Regions from separate parts of the Mus musculus genome. Here region 2 is linked to region 1. A link is a contact called in public HiChIP or PLAC-seq data. All regions are on one chromosome and are shown on one strand. Each heading gives the region's core, a stretch centred on a gene start, on an enhancer-like site or on the middle of the called end of the contact. The rest is flanking DNA. Distances are from core to core; before and after follow the strand shown.

Region 1 (5,455 bases), core at 1,858-4,357:
TCTTTGATATACATGTAATTTACCACTCATCAAAGATGAAAGCAAAATTACTTACTAATGGGATGAATGTGCTAATCCAATATAGAGTGAAGATAAACTAATTTGATGCTCAGTGATGGTGGTGGGAAGATACTGAGAGCGTTTACTCCAGCCGTGTTATTTCTATGAGATCAGATAACTTTCATGTGAAATCACTGCAGGTCATAACACACAACTGTCTGCTGTGCTGAGCTGTTTCAGGCTGTGTTCATTGTCACTGGGCATGTGAAGTGCACAAATGAGTGTGTTGTGTGTTCACAACCCCGGGCAGCAGTGAAACTGCATGTCTTATTACCTCTCCTGTTTGTGATAAAAGGCCCTGACAAAAGCGGTGTAGGGGAAAAGATCTTTTGTCTCACACTTGGAGGGCACACTGCCCTTCCTGGTGGGGAAGGTCCTGGCAGCAGGAACGGAGGGAACTGGCCACATTGCCTCCACAGTCAGGAAGCAGAGAGTGCTGACTGGTGATGCTCAGTCACCTCCCTCTTGTGCCTGTGAGGCTCATGTGCAGCCAACAGTGCTGCTCCCTCGCAGGGTGGATCTGCACACACACACACACACACACACACACACACACACACACACACACACACACACACGGCCCAGTAACCACACCAAGGTAACCAAACCCGTCACAAGCATTTCTGGAGGCCGACCTCATCTAGTTAGGACTTCGGGGGGCTTGTCTCTTGGGCAATTCTAGATTCTGTCCAGTTTACAATTGTTGGGTTACTTGTAACACAAGCGACAATTTCCAGAAATACTTTTGGGATGCACTGGACGTTTGATTTCGAATTCACCTGCTGCGTGTTCTATGAACCTTTCTACCCGTGTTGCAGACCCATACTCAGTTACAGGAACACATGTGGGGCCATGACCCACAGCTGAAGAGCTCTGTCATAGGTGATGGCCTCATGGCCTGTGACCCCCCTGCCCCAGCTCCCACTAGGAGGCCTGAGACCTGAGCGACCTCTTCCTCCTCAGTGCTTCTTGGGCTAAGCGTGTTTTCACTCTATGGTCTGACTGCAGCATCTTAGATGGGAGCACGTCAGAGACTGGGATTCTAATCATAAACATGCTGAAAATGGAAATCTGAATAAACTGGCTTTTCTTCTGTACTATGTGTATTTATGTGTGTGTACATACACCATCAGGCCATAAGACAACTCCGGGTGTCATTCCTCTGTACCATCTGCCTTGTTCTTAGACATAAGATCTCTCATTGGCCTGGAGCTCACTATATAGGCTAGGCTGGCTCGCCAGTGGCCCCAGGGAAAGAGAGGGCCACCTCCCTTTCTTCCCAGCGCTGGACTACAGGTGTATACCACCATGCCTAGGTTTTTATAAATCTTTTGCAGATTGTGTTTAGGTCCTGGAGTTAGCAAGCAAGCACTTCAGTGGCTGAGCCAAACTCTGTCTGAGTCTTCCTTCTGCCTTTTTTACTATCTCACACACACACACACACACACACACACACACACACACACACACACACACACACACCACTTAGGTATCATTTACTATCAGTATGAGAAGCATGAGAAAAGGGAAGGGAAACAAATTGCCAAAATTTCCAAAAGCTGATTGTTCTGTGTCTCCCCTTGAAAGCTGCCGAAGGTTGGACAGAGATGGCGTACTCGGTTCAGCTTGACAGTTCTTAGAGGCTGCAGTCCTAGTACCGGTACCATGATTTCTGGCAAATAGAATTGCATCCTCTTACCTCATAAATCTGTGGCAGCATTCCTGGCTAAAATGTCCTGGATGATCCCTCATCCTGCCAGTTTCTCCTAGGCCAGAGCTTAGGGCAGAGGTCACTCCCAGAACGCTGGACATAACTCAAAGTTCTACTCCTTCTAAGCAAACACAGATGTCCACTGAGTCTCTGGCTACGTCTCTCTGCAGTAGTAACTTAGCTTGTTGGTTGGCCTTCTCCATTTTAAAAATACATTTATTTTGTGTTTGAGGTTTATGGGATACACAGGGGATAAAGTGTTCACTGTTCACTGCAGCGAAGCAGATTAAGAGTTTGTCATCTGATAATTACTTTCATTTGTGATAAGAGCAGCTAAAATATACCTAACAATAAGTCTGTCTGGCATTTTAATTTTGTTATCTCTAGTCCCCCAAACTCTTGATCTTGAGCATCCTGCTCCCCACTTGGTTGATGGCTTCCTTGGCAGTCTTCTTCCTGCTCCCCACTTGGTTGATGGCTTCCTTGGCAGTCTTCTTCCTCCTCCTCCTCCTCCTCCTCCTCCTCCTCCTCCTCCTCCTCCTCCTCCTCCTCCTCCTCCTCCTCCTCCTCCTCCTCCTCCTCCTCCTCCTCCTCCTCCTCCTCCTCCTCCTCCTCCTCTTCTTCTTCTTCTTCTTCTTCTTCTTCTTCTTCTTCTTCTTCTTCTTCTTCTTCTTCTTTTTTGAGACAGGGTTTCTCTGTATGGCCCTAGTTGTCCTGGAACTCACTTTGTAGACCAGGCTGGCCTCGAACTCAGAAATCTGCCTGCCTCTGCCTCCCGAGTGCTGGGATTAAAGGCATGTGTCACCACGCCCGGCTCCTTGGCAGTCTTCTGACCCTTGAGCCACACATCCCCACTCCTCTCCACTTCCTTCCCACCCCTGCTCTCATGACGGATAGTCGAGGTTTCATCTTTTATGCTGCTGCCTTTGTTTTTTGTTTTGTTTTTGAGTCCACATACAAATGACATCATACTCTCCTTGTGCCTCTGTGCCTGGTTTATCTTACTTAACCTAATACCCTGGAGGCCTGTGCAAGTGACAAATGGCAGGGCCCTCTTGTTAAGGCGGAATTGCATTCCATTTTCTGTTCGCCCATCTGTTAATGGCATCTAGATGATCGCCCTACAGTCGCCGTTGTGAGTCACGCAGGGCGAACACAGGCTCCTTTATGAGGTGGTGATTTTATCTCTCTTGCGTGCGTATCCAGCATGAAGACAGCTGGGTTATGTGAGAATTTCATTTTTCGGTTTCTTGCGGAGCCTCTGTATTCTCTTCCACAGTGCCTATGACACTGTATTTGTATCAGCAGTGCGTGGGGCTCCTTCTCTTTACCCAGATGTTTCTTGCTGTTTGCTCTTTGGAGATGGCTATCAGTACAGGTGTGGGCTATGACTCTCCGGGGCTTCACCACACACTTCCCTGATGGTGAAGGAAGCTAAGTCTCTTTCTGGGTGACTGTTGCCTGCTGCTTTTAATTTTGAAAAAAAGTAATTGTGTATGCGTGAGAGAGATGGAAAACCAAAAAAAGTGAGGCAGAGTGAGAGGAAGGAAACCCTGGCGAGCCTGGGCAGGTCGGGGGCAGGCTGAAGTAGGTTCCATTACTTCTCTTCCTTCAGCCTTGCTCTTGAGGCAAGGCCTCCTTGCGACTGCCCAGCATGCTTCAGGATAGCTGACCTATCCTCTTCCATCACCTGACTCTGTCTTTGCATCCCATTCCATAGTGGGAGGATCAAGACCACAAATGTATGCTGCCATATCCAGCACCCCTCCCCTCTCCATGTCAACCCTGGGTTCCAGGTATCAAACCATGCCATAAGGCCTACATAGCAAGCACATTTACCCTTGAGCCTTCCTGGCCTTGTTTTCCATCTCTGCATCTTTTGGGGACAAGTTTCTGTTTGGTTCCTGGCTATGACATTATTGGTTTTCCGACTATTGAGCTGGAAGAGTTCCTTATAAAACTTGCCTTAACTTACTAGACACATTCTTGGTGCTCCCTGTGTCTCTCTGACTCTGTCTCCCTGTTTCTCTGTCTCCCTGTTTCTCTGTCTCCCTGTTTCTCTGTCTGTCTGTCTGTCTCTCTGTGTAAGTTGCTTTTCCATTTTCTTGTTTGTTCCTTTTTTTTGTGCAGAGCCCTGAAGATTGCTGTGGTTTCGTTGGTTAATCTGTGGTTGTAGCTTAAGCTTGTTTGCCCTTTCCTTATGTTTTCTGAAGGCAGATCTTGCTTTCTTAATTTTTGAGTCTACTTTCACATCTGAAGAGCCTACCACAATGTTACCTAAGAATTAAAAACAAAACAAACCCTTCATTACACATCCTATGATGACATTCCAGCCGATGCACCTAATGGCTCCGCTTTGTTTTTATTCTTGTGTAGCCCAGGGTGGCTGTAAATTTCTTATTCTCCTGCCTCAGCCACCCAGTGCTGGAAGTACAGAGTGTCCCTGGTTCAACTGCTGCTTTCGAAGTTGTTGCCGTGGTCTCTGTAGGTGGCGAGCTGGGTTAGGCCCCTCCGGTCTGAGGCATGTGCGTGGGCATCTTCTCTTTGTGCGCCCTTAGCACCTCATAGGTCAGCAGGACAGGTGGGTGTGGAGGATTTGTGGAGAGAGAGAGAAAATGTTGGAGAGGCGCCTGCACTGAAGAGAGCAACAAGATTGCAAATTTGCAATGTTTCTGGAAACATTTGTCCTCGAGGAACACCTGCTATCCTGCTATTTTTTTTTTTCGTCTAATTCTGCTTTCTCCCCTTAAAGGAATAAGAAGTCATTCATTAGCCTATCAAACTCGTGTAACTATTGGCTTAGACACTGGTTTCATTGTCTGTGACTTCATAAAAATGTGCCTGGATTTTTTTTTCCCTGTGTGGTTGTTTTTGTTTTGGGTTTTGTTTTTGCTTTTTATAATTCAGAGAGGAAACACACATGAACGTGATTTGTAAGCTGTCAGGTGCCAGGCAGAAGGCAGTGCTGTCACTCGACATTGGCAAGGTTTCCTTTGTGATTCTTTATACTGAGTTAAAGTGGAGTCCAGGTGAGAGCTTCAGTCCGGATGCAAGGGTCTGGTGAAAGCCGGAAAGACTTGAGAGAGAGCCCCATCCAGCCATGGTGTTGGTTGTGTGAGCTGAGACAGACTGTGGGGAGAGAATCATAAGGCTGCCCAGCTCCATGGTATGGTGGGAACCGAGTGGAAGCCCTGTCCAGAAGGCGTGTGCTGTCTGGCAGGCACTGGGCCCATTTGTGCAAAAGATTCCTTAGGTAAAGAAAGGGGAAGTGGGTTGGTATGGCTCTGAGCAATTGGCAAACAGAGAGGAAACAGCCTAGACATGGTCGCAGAGGTCTGCATGTGTGTTCTTCCTGTGGCCCAGGCATGTCTTTAAACCACAGGTGGTGCATTTTTGTAGATGCAAATGGAATTTAATGACACTCACAATAATTTTCGTTGCTCAAAGAACAAAAGAAAATGAGATATCACCAGACCCGTGACAGGAAACCCAAACTCAGTGCATTCTCCCTAAAGTTTACATTCACGCGGGTGGGACGTCTCTCTGTATTAAGAGATTGTTTTTTATCATGTAGCTTACTAGAGTGCTCTTTTGACAAAATATAGGGATAACTTGTGAGCTGAGCATGGTTGTGAATAGTCCTTAGCATTCAGTAGTCAGGAGGGTGATGAACTTAAGACCAGC
Region 2 (5,699 bases), core at 1,950-4,449, 47 kb before region 1:
GGGAGAGGAAGTGGGTCACACTTAAAGGGAGTAAGTCTGCAGGAACAGACACCATGAGGTGCCTTCTTATCTGGCCTGGGAAAACAGAGCCAGCCATGGTAGACTGAGTCTTCTGTGAGCACCAGCTGACACCAGTCCCTCTTCTTCTAAGTTGCTGAGTTGGGTGTTTTGCCACCTGGTAACTGACACACATAGTAATGCAACTAGCTTGGAGCAGCTTGGAGTTTAGATTAATAGATTAATATTAATAGATTAATAGTTAATAAGTAACAGATGGGATTTGAGCAAGACTAGCCTGACATGGAGACCAGGGTTCCATCTAAGAACCATTTGTAGATTTTAACATGCTTGATCATTTAGTCCCCAAGCAAACCATGCATGTGTTCAGTATGAACACTCAGATGTAGACTATATCAGAATCCTAAGCCCCTTGCTGTAAGCCATTTAAATCACGTGCCCTGATGTCAGGTAAGATATTTAATTTAAAACACTAAGACACAGGAGTTAACACTTCACTTTACATGGTGCCGAGTTAGCAATGGTCCAAGTAATTTTGAGGCTGGACATTTTATAGCACCAAGAAGCAGTCCTTTCTTGAGTTTGCATGTGGACAGGTTTGCATTGGCAGTTGAGCCGACATGAAGAATGAAAGCTACCTTCCCTGCTTTCTCCCAGTCATGTAGACAAGGCCCATGGAGTTCTCACGTAGAACAGTCTTAGGTCCCAGTGGCTGAGGAAGAGTTCTGTACGAAAGTGCTTACAACAGAAAAGCTCATCTGAGAGTCTAAACATTGACCACAATCAGAAATTTCCAGAAGTATCTGGGGTGGGTCAAAGGGAATGAGAACAGGAACTACAGACCCCTGAGCAATACACTACAAAGACAGCATCATCATCATTTTATTATTGTTATTTATTATTATTATTGTTGTTATTAATTGCCATTGCTATTATTGTATGTGTGTGTAATGAGTATGAGTGAGCCTGTCATGGCATAGATGTGAGGGTCAGAGGACACATTTCAGCACTCAACTCTCTCTTTCTATGACGTGTTCTGGGGACAGAACTCCAGTCTCCAAGCTTGGGTGGCAAGTGCTTTGACCCATTGAAATGTCTTGCTGGCACGGAAGCTAGTGTTTTAGGTGGTCTGGGACTACCATGTTATCCAGGGAGAATTTAATGGCCACTTATCCTTGAATGAGTCAGTAGATTTGTATGTAGGAAGGGAGGAAAAACATATTTAAGACTGTGGCTACTATATGCTGACAGACATGACACCATGAAGACCTGGAAAGGTGAGGAAAATAACATTGTAGCCATTGTTAATGCTCCTGAGAACCAGAGGGTAACATCAGATAAAGGTTGCCCAGGGGTTGGGAAAGAAGGGGCCAGAGTGTTTACATTGTAGCGCAGTACTACAGTGTGTTACATTGTAATGCAGTACTAAATGGGAAAGGTTTTCATGGGTCCTCATGATCCCTGTATGATCTTTTGCTTGTAGGTTTATTTCGTTTACTGTAAATTCAGCTATATGGAGACCTGGAGGAAGAGAAATTGGGATCATTTGTGCTTTGTTTAAGTTATAGGGAGGAAAAGTGATTGATGATGTGTCTACAGCCCTCAAAGATGGCAAATGTCCCCATCTTGCCTTCCTAGAACAGAGGAAGTTTGGGGTGAGAGGGATCTTCATTTTATTTTAACATTTATTATATTTTAAAATTATGTGCCTGTAATGGTGTGGAGGTTTGTATATGTATGTGCAGGTGCCTTCAGAAGACCTCCCCTCCCCCTCCCCAGTCAGATATGTAATTGTGAGCTGCCTGCCCGCAGTGAGTGCTAGGAACTGAATACAGGTCCTCTAAAAGAGCAGCAAGCTTCTAACAGCGGCAAGAGCAGTCTTTTTTTTTTTTTTTTTTTTTTGGTTTTTCGAGACAGGGTTTCTCTGTGTAGCCCTGGCTGTCCTGGAACTCACTTTGTAGACCAGGCTGGCCTCGAACTCAGAGATCCGCCTGCCTCTGCCTCCCAAGTGCTGGGATTAAAGGCGTGCGCCACCACGCCCGGCGGTAAGAGCAGTCTTTATTTGCTTCTATCAGCGGCAAGGGCAGTCTTTATTTTAACTAACGGTATTTGGTTCCACTGGGGAGCATTGAGCAGTCTTCCTAAGAAAAGCATTGCAATGCTGGTAGAGGTTGGTTGGCACCAAAGTCTCAAGTTTCACCTCTCCCTACTGAAGGTGCTAAAAAAGACTGCAGGGCACAAACTAGTCACTGTGGGCCGTCTGGAGTGCTGCTCTTGGCTGAACAAATGGAACTGTGGCCTGAGATTTCAGTCCTGTGACGACTAAGCTAGCTGGTTTTGGAGGCTGCAGACTTTCTTCTTTGTCCTTGCACAGGATGCTTAAGCAAATAGAAGAGACTGCCGCTAGGAGGTACCCGAGCCTTTTCCGACTTCTGCTAGGGCGAGCAGAAATGGCTTACTGTGAGTCTCTCCTCTAGGCGGGTCCAGGCGGGTTGCACGTTTCCAAGGTCGTGGTTGTGATAAGCTTGCCTTTGCAGCCTTTTAAGAATAAACAGCTTTTTAGTCTACAGAGGCGTTATCTCCTCCAAGGTCTGCGGGAGAACACCAGCCACAAGCATATGAGGATGCCCCTCTGTTCTCGGAAGGGTGGAGGCAAGGTGGTGGATCCCAGTGTGCATGCATCTCCCCTTGTGCCCAGTAGCAGCAGTGTGTGTGTGTGTGTGTGTGTGTGTGTGTGTGTGTGTATGTGTGTGTGTGTGTTCGCGCGCGCGGACGTGTATGTGCGTGCCTGAGCGTGTGAGCTCGCGCCCGCGCGTGCACGCAAGTGCGTGCATGGAATCGTAGCTCAGCACGGGCTGATCTGATTAAGGGAGCCGAGGAAGGAATAAATATTCGCCAGCCTCCTCACTGCTCAGTTATAACCAATCAATTGCAGAAAGGAGAGGGAGACAGCAGCCTGGGCACAAGGTGTGCGGGTCCCCAATCTGTGCATACTCCGGGATAGACATATGCGCGTGTGCATGCACGCACCAGAGGGGCTGCTGCTCTTATTGTCTGCCTCCCTCTGCAGAGAACAAGGGCAGCGGCGAGGGGCCTGCACCCTGGGCTAGCGTCGCGGCCCCAAGCAGGTCACGGGAGGCAATTTCGCGGGTGGGGGAGGGCGGGGGAGACCTTGATTTCCACCAATCCCGGGGCGCGTGTCTGCGGAGTCCAGGGCGCAGCAGAAGGCTGCGGCGCACCGCTGAATGAACTGATGAGAGAGAGTTCTAGGTTTGCCCGTGAGGGGCGCGGAGTGAGGGTCCTGGCGGGCGCGGCCGAGGCGCCGGGGGTGGGGTAGCGGTCCCGGGCCATCGTGGAAATTTCCAAGGACTTGGTGTGGCGCGGAGAGCGCATCTGGGGGGTGCCGGGCACCGCGGCGGCGCAGGAGGCGGGGAAAGGGCGGTGCAGGGCGCAGGAGCATCTCTTTCTGGAAGGGACACAACCCATCAGACGTCCGGGAGCCAGCCGCGCCTCTTCCAGGACCCCAGCCGAGGGCGACGGTGATGCTGCAGTAAGGGCGGGAGCCACCGGCCCCACTGCTCTTAGACTCCTTCATCGCCCGCTGCCTGCAGGGAAAGAGACTAAGGCTTGTGATTTGCCCGGAGGCCACTTCCTTTAGCAAGACATCCCAGTAAAAGTTGCATTGGCGAAGATCCTTGTAGCTGACCTCTGGGGCCGTGGCGTGGGGGTTCCCCAGCCGTGCGTTTGCGAGCTGGAAAGCCAAAGGTGTGTGTGCATGGGGGGCCGGCCACTGGAGCATCCTTCACTGCCACTTTGTCCAGCGTTGTGCTGAGGGTACACTGACCCTGGGACATCGAGGCTGCGATGAGCCCCTGCGGGCGGGCCCTACATACGTCCAGAGGGGCCATGGCCATGCTAGCTCGGAAATTCCCGCGTACCCGGCTACCCGTAGGAGCCAGTGCCCTCTGTGTGGTGGTCCTCTGTTGGCTCTACATCTTCCCTGTCTACCGGCTGCCCAACGAGAAGGAGATTGTGCAAGGGGTGCTGGCACAGCGGACGGCTTGGAGGACGAACCAGACGTCAGCCAGTCTCTTCAGGTACCTACTGCTGGCCGTTGCTCCCCTCCAGCATCCCTTCCTGCTAGTGTGCAGAAGACAGGGTCGCTTGTGAGGCTTCTCTGTCCTGTGCCCTCTGTGCCGTGCCCAACCTAGAGACTTAAGTCAGGGTCTCTGTCCCATCCCTCATCCCAAGAGACGTTTCAAGGTACCTTTGCAAAATCAAGGATTTTTTTGGTCTGTCCCTAGTCTGTGTTGTATTTGCAATTGACCCATCTCTGTGGGAAGGGAGACCCAGAACAACTTAGAGACTGTTACTTTCAGAGAATTTATTTTTTAGCCTCCGTAGATGTTTGGTGCTAAAGAGAAGTAAGCTAGAAGTAGGTTAAGAAGCGTTCCGGGGCAGTTTGTAACACAAATCAACCATGCAGGAGTGATGGGCAAACCTCCAGTCACGAAACCATGAAAACTAGCCAGGCCTTCGCCGTGGCTTTGCGCAGTGTGTCCATTGCGAGTCCGGAGCACGGAACCATGACCCACTAAGGATCGGACCTGCACGATTTTTGTGTTGAAATTTCAACACATTTTTGATGACATATTTTCTCTTCTGACCAATTCTTCTGTAGAACAAGTTACTAGCCCAAGGTCATTCATTATCTACGACGAAGTCCAGGTGCCCAGGTGCTGGACTCTTTACCACTCCAAAGCACCAGTCCCCCCTTTTGTCTTAGTCTCAGGAATGTTTGTGGGAGGTGTACGTGAGGGAAGGGCTTGGATTCAGAAAACAAAACCCAAGGCCGCGTTTGAAAGAGGACAGCACAGGGTTCTCCAGCTGGTAGTTTCTCCTCTTGGGGGAGGTGCTAATTTGAGGAACAGAAGACAGGTTTGCAATAGAAGTTGGGTAGCTAGACTGCAGCGCAGACAACAAGCTCTTTGCATGTTACCTGCATGTTGGGGGAACTGGCCGGCTCGGACCAGGACCGCACCGGGACCCCGGGGCAGAGCCTTCTCATCTTCAGCTCTGGCGCCAATTTATTGCCTTGCTGGTCTTTTCTGGTAGTGGTCTGTGGGAGGAGCTGAGAGGCAGGCAAGAGCCAATAGAAACCTGTCCCACTGCTATTAAGGTCTAAAGCAAAAATCTTTAAAAATAAGTCATTTCCCTCCTTCCCTACTTTTGGAAAAGCTAGAGGTTAGACAGTTCTTCCAGAATCTAGAGGAATGTTTCCTTTCAAATTCAGAGGGGAGGTCTTTCTCTTTCTTCCTCACCAGACCATCGTCACTCTGCCATTGTTAGTTTTTAAAGTAATTCCACTGTCCTTGAAAGTACACAAAGACGATTCTTTTCCACCTTAGCAGGGCTGACTGTTGGGCTTCAAGGCAGGTGGAATGCATACCACCCTGTGGCTCTTTGCAGACAGAAGGCGCTTCTCAGTTCAAGAAATGGCTGGAAAGGAGTAAAGAACTCCCATTGGCTTGATGAAAGGACCTGTTATATATATTGAAGCCCTGTTTAAAAAAAATAGATTGCTTTTGAGAGGACACTGTCAAGAGCAAAAGGTTTCATGGTGGGATAAACAGAGGCAAATGGTTTCTGGGATACATTTGTTCCCTGTGGCCTTTAACCCC

The links. HiChIP or PLAC-seq counts read pairs in DNA pulled down with a chosen protein or histone mark.
Region 2: an H3K27ac HiChIP or PLAC-seq map of thymic regulatory T cells shows a contact between it and region 1, with 3 times the contacts expected there. The contact joins the promoter of St8sia1 here to the enhancer-like site in region 1. A contact is called at or near these places in 2 of 39 promoter capture datasets (embryonic stem cells and macrophages), 1 of 15 datasets of contacts at CTCF or cohesin (CD8 T cells), 36 of 484 Hi-C or Micro-C datasets (CD4 T cells, CD4 single positive thymocytes, CD8 T cells and 19 more), 21 of 115 datasets of contacts at active chromatin or transcription factors (CD4 single positive thymocytes, CD8 T cells, DN3 thymocytes and 11 more) and 4 of 9 other capture datasets (adipose tissue, embryonic stem cells, liver and 1 more).

Annotation. Positions count from the first base shown.
Region 1 is chr6:142,915,278-142,920,732 of GRCm38.p6, reverse strand. All of the region lies in intron 1 of St8sia1 (ST8 alpha-N-acetyl-neuraminide alpha-2,8-sialyltransferase 1), which reads left to right. Among named protein-coding and RNA genes, the nearest start is that of St8sia1, 46 kb to the left of the region's middle. Within about 2 kb of position 3,107, at least 78 of the 459 cell types and tissues checked have an H3K27ac peak or open chromatin away from gene starts, as enhancers often do. A contact at or near this core is called in CD4 single positive thymocytes, CD8 T cells, DN3 thymocytes and 12 more, where this site is marked.
Region 2 is chr6:142,961,952-142,967,650 of GRCm38.p6, reverse strand. It overlaps St8sia1 (ST8 alpha-N-acetyl-neuraminide alpha-2,8-sialyltransferase 1), which reads left to right and starts at 3,199. Exons shown (of 5, transcript NM_011374.2): 1 at 3,199-4,115. The coding sequence starts at 3,883.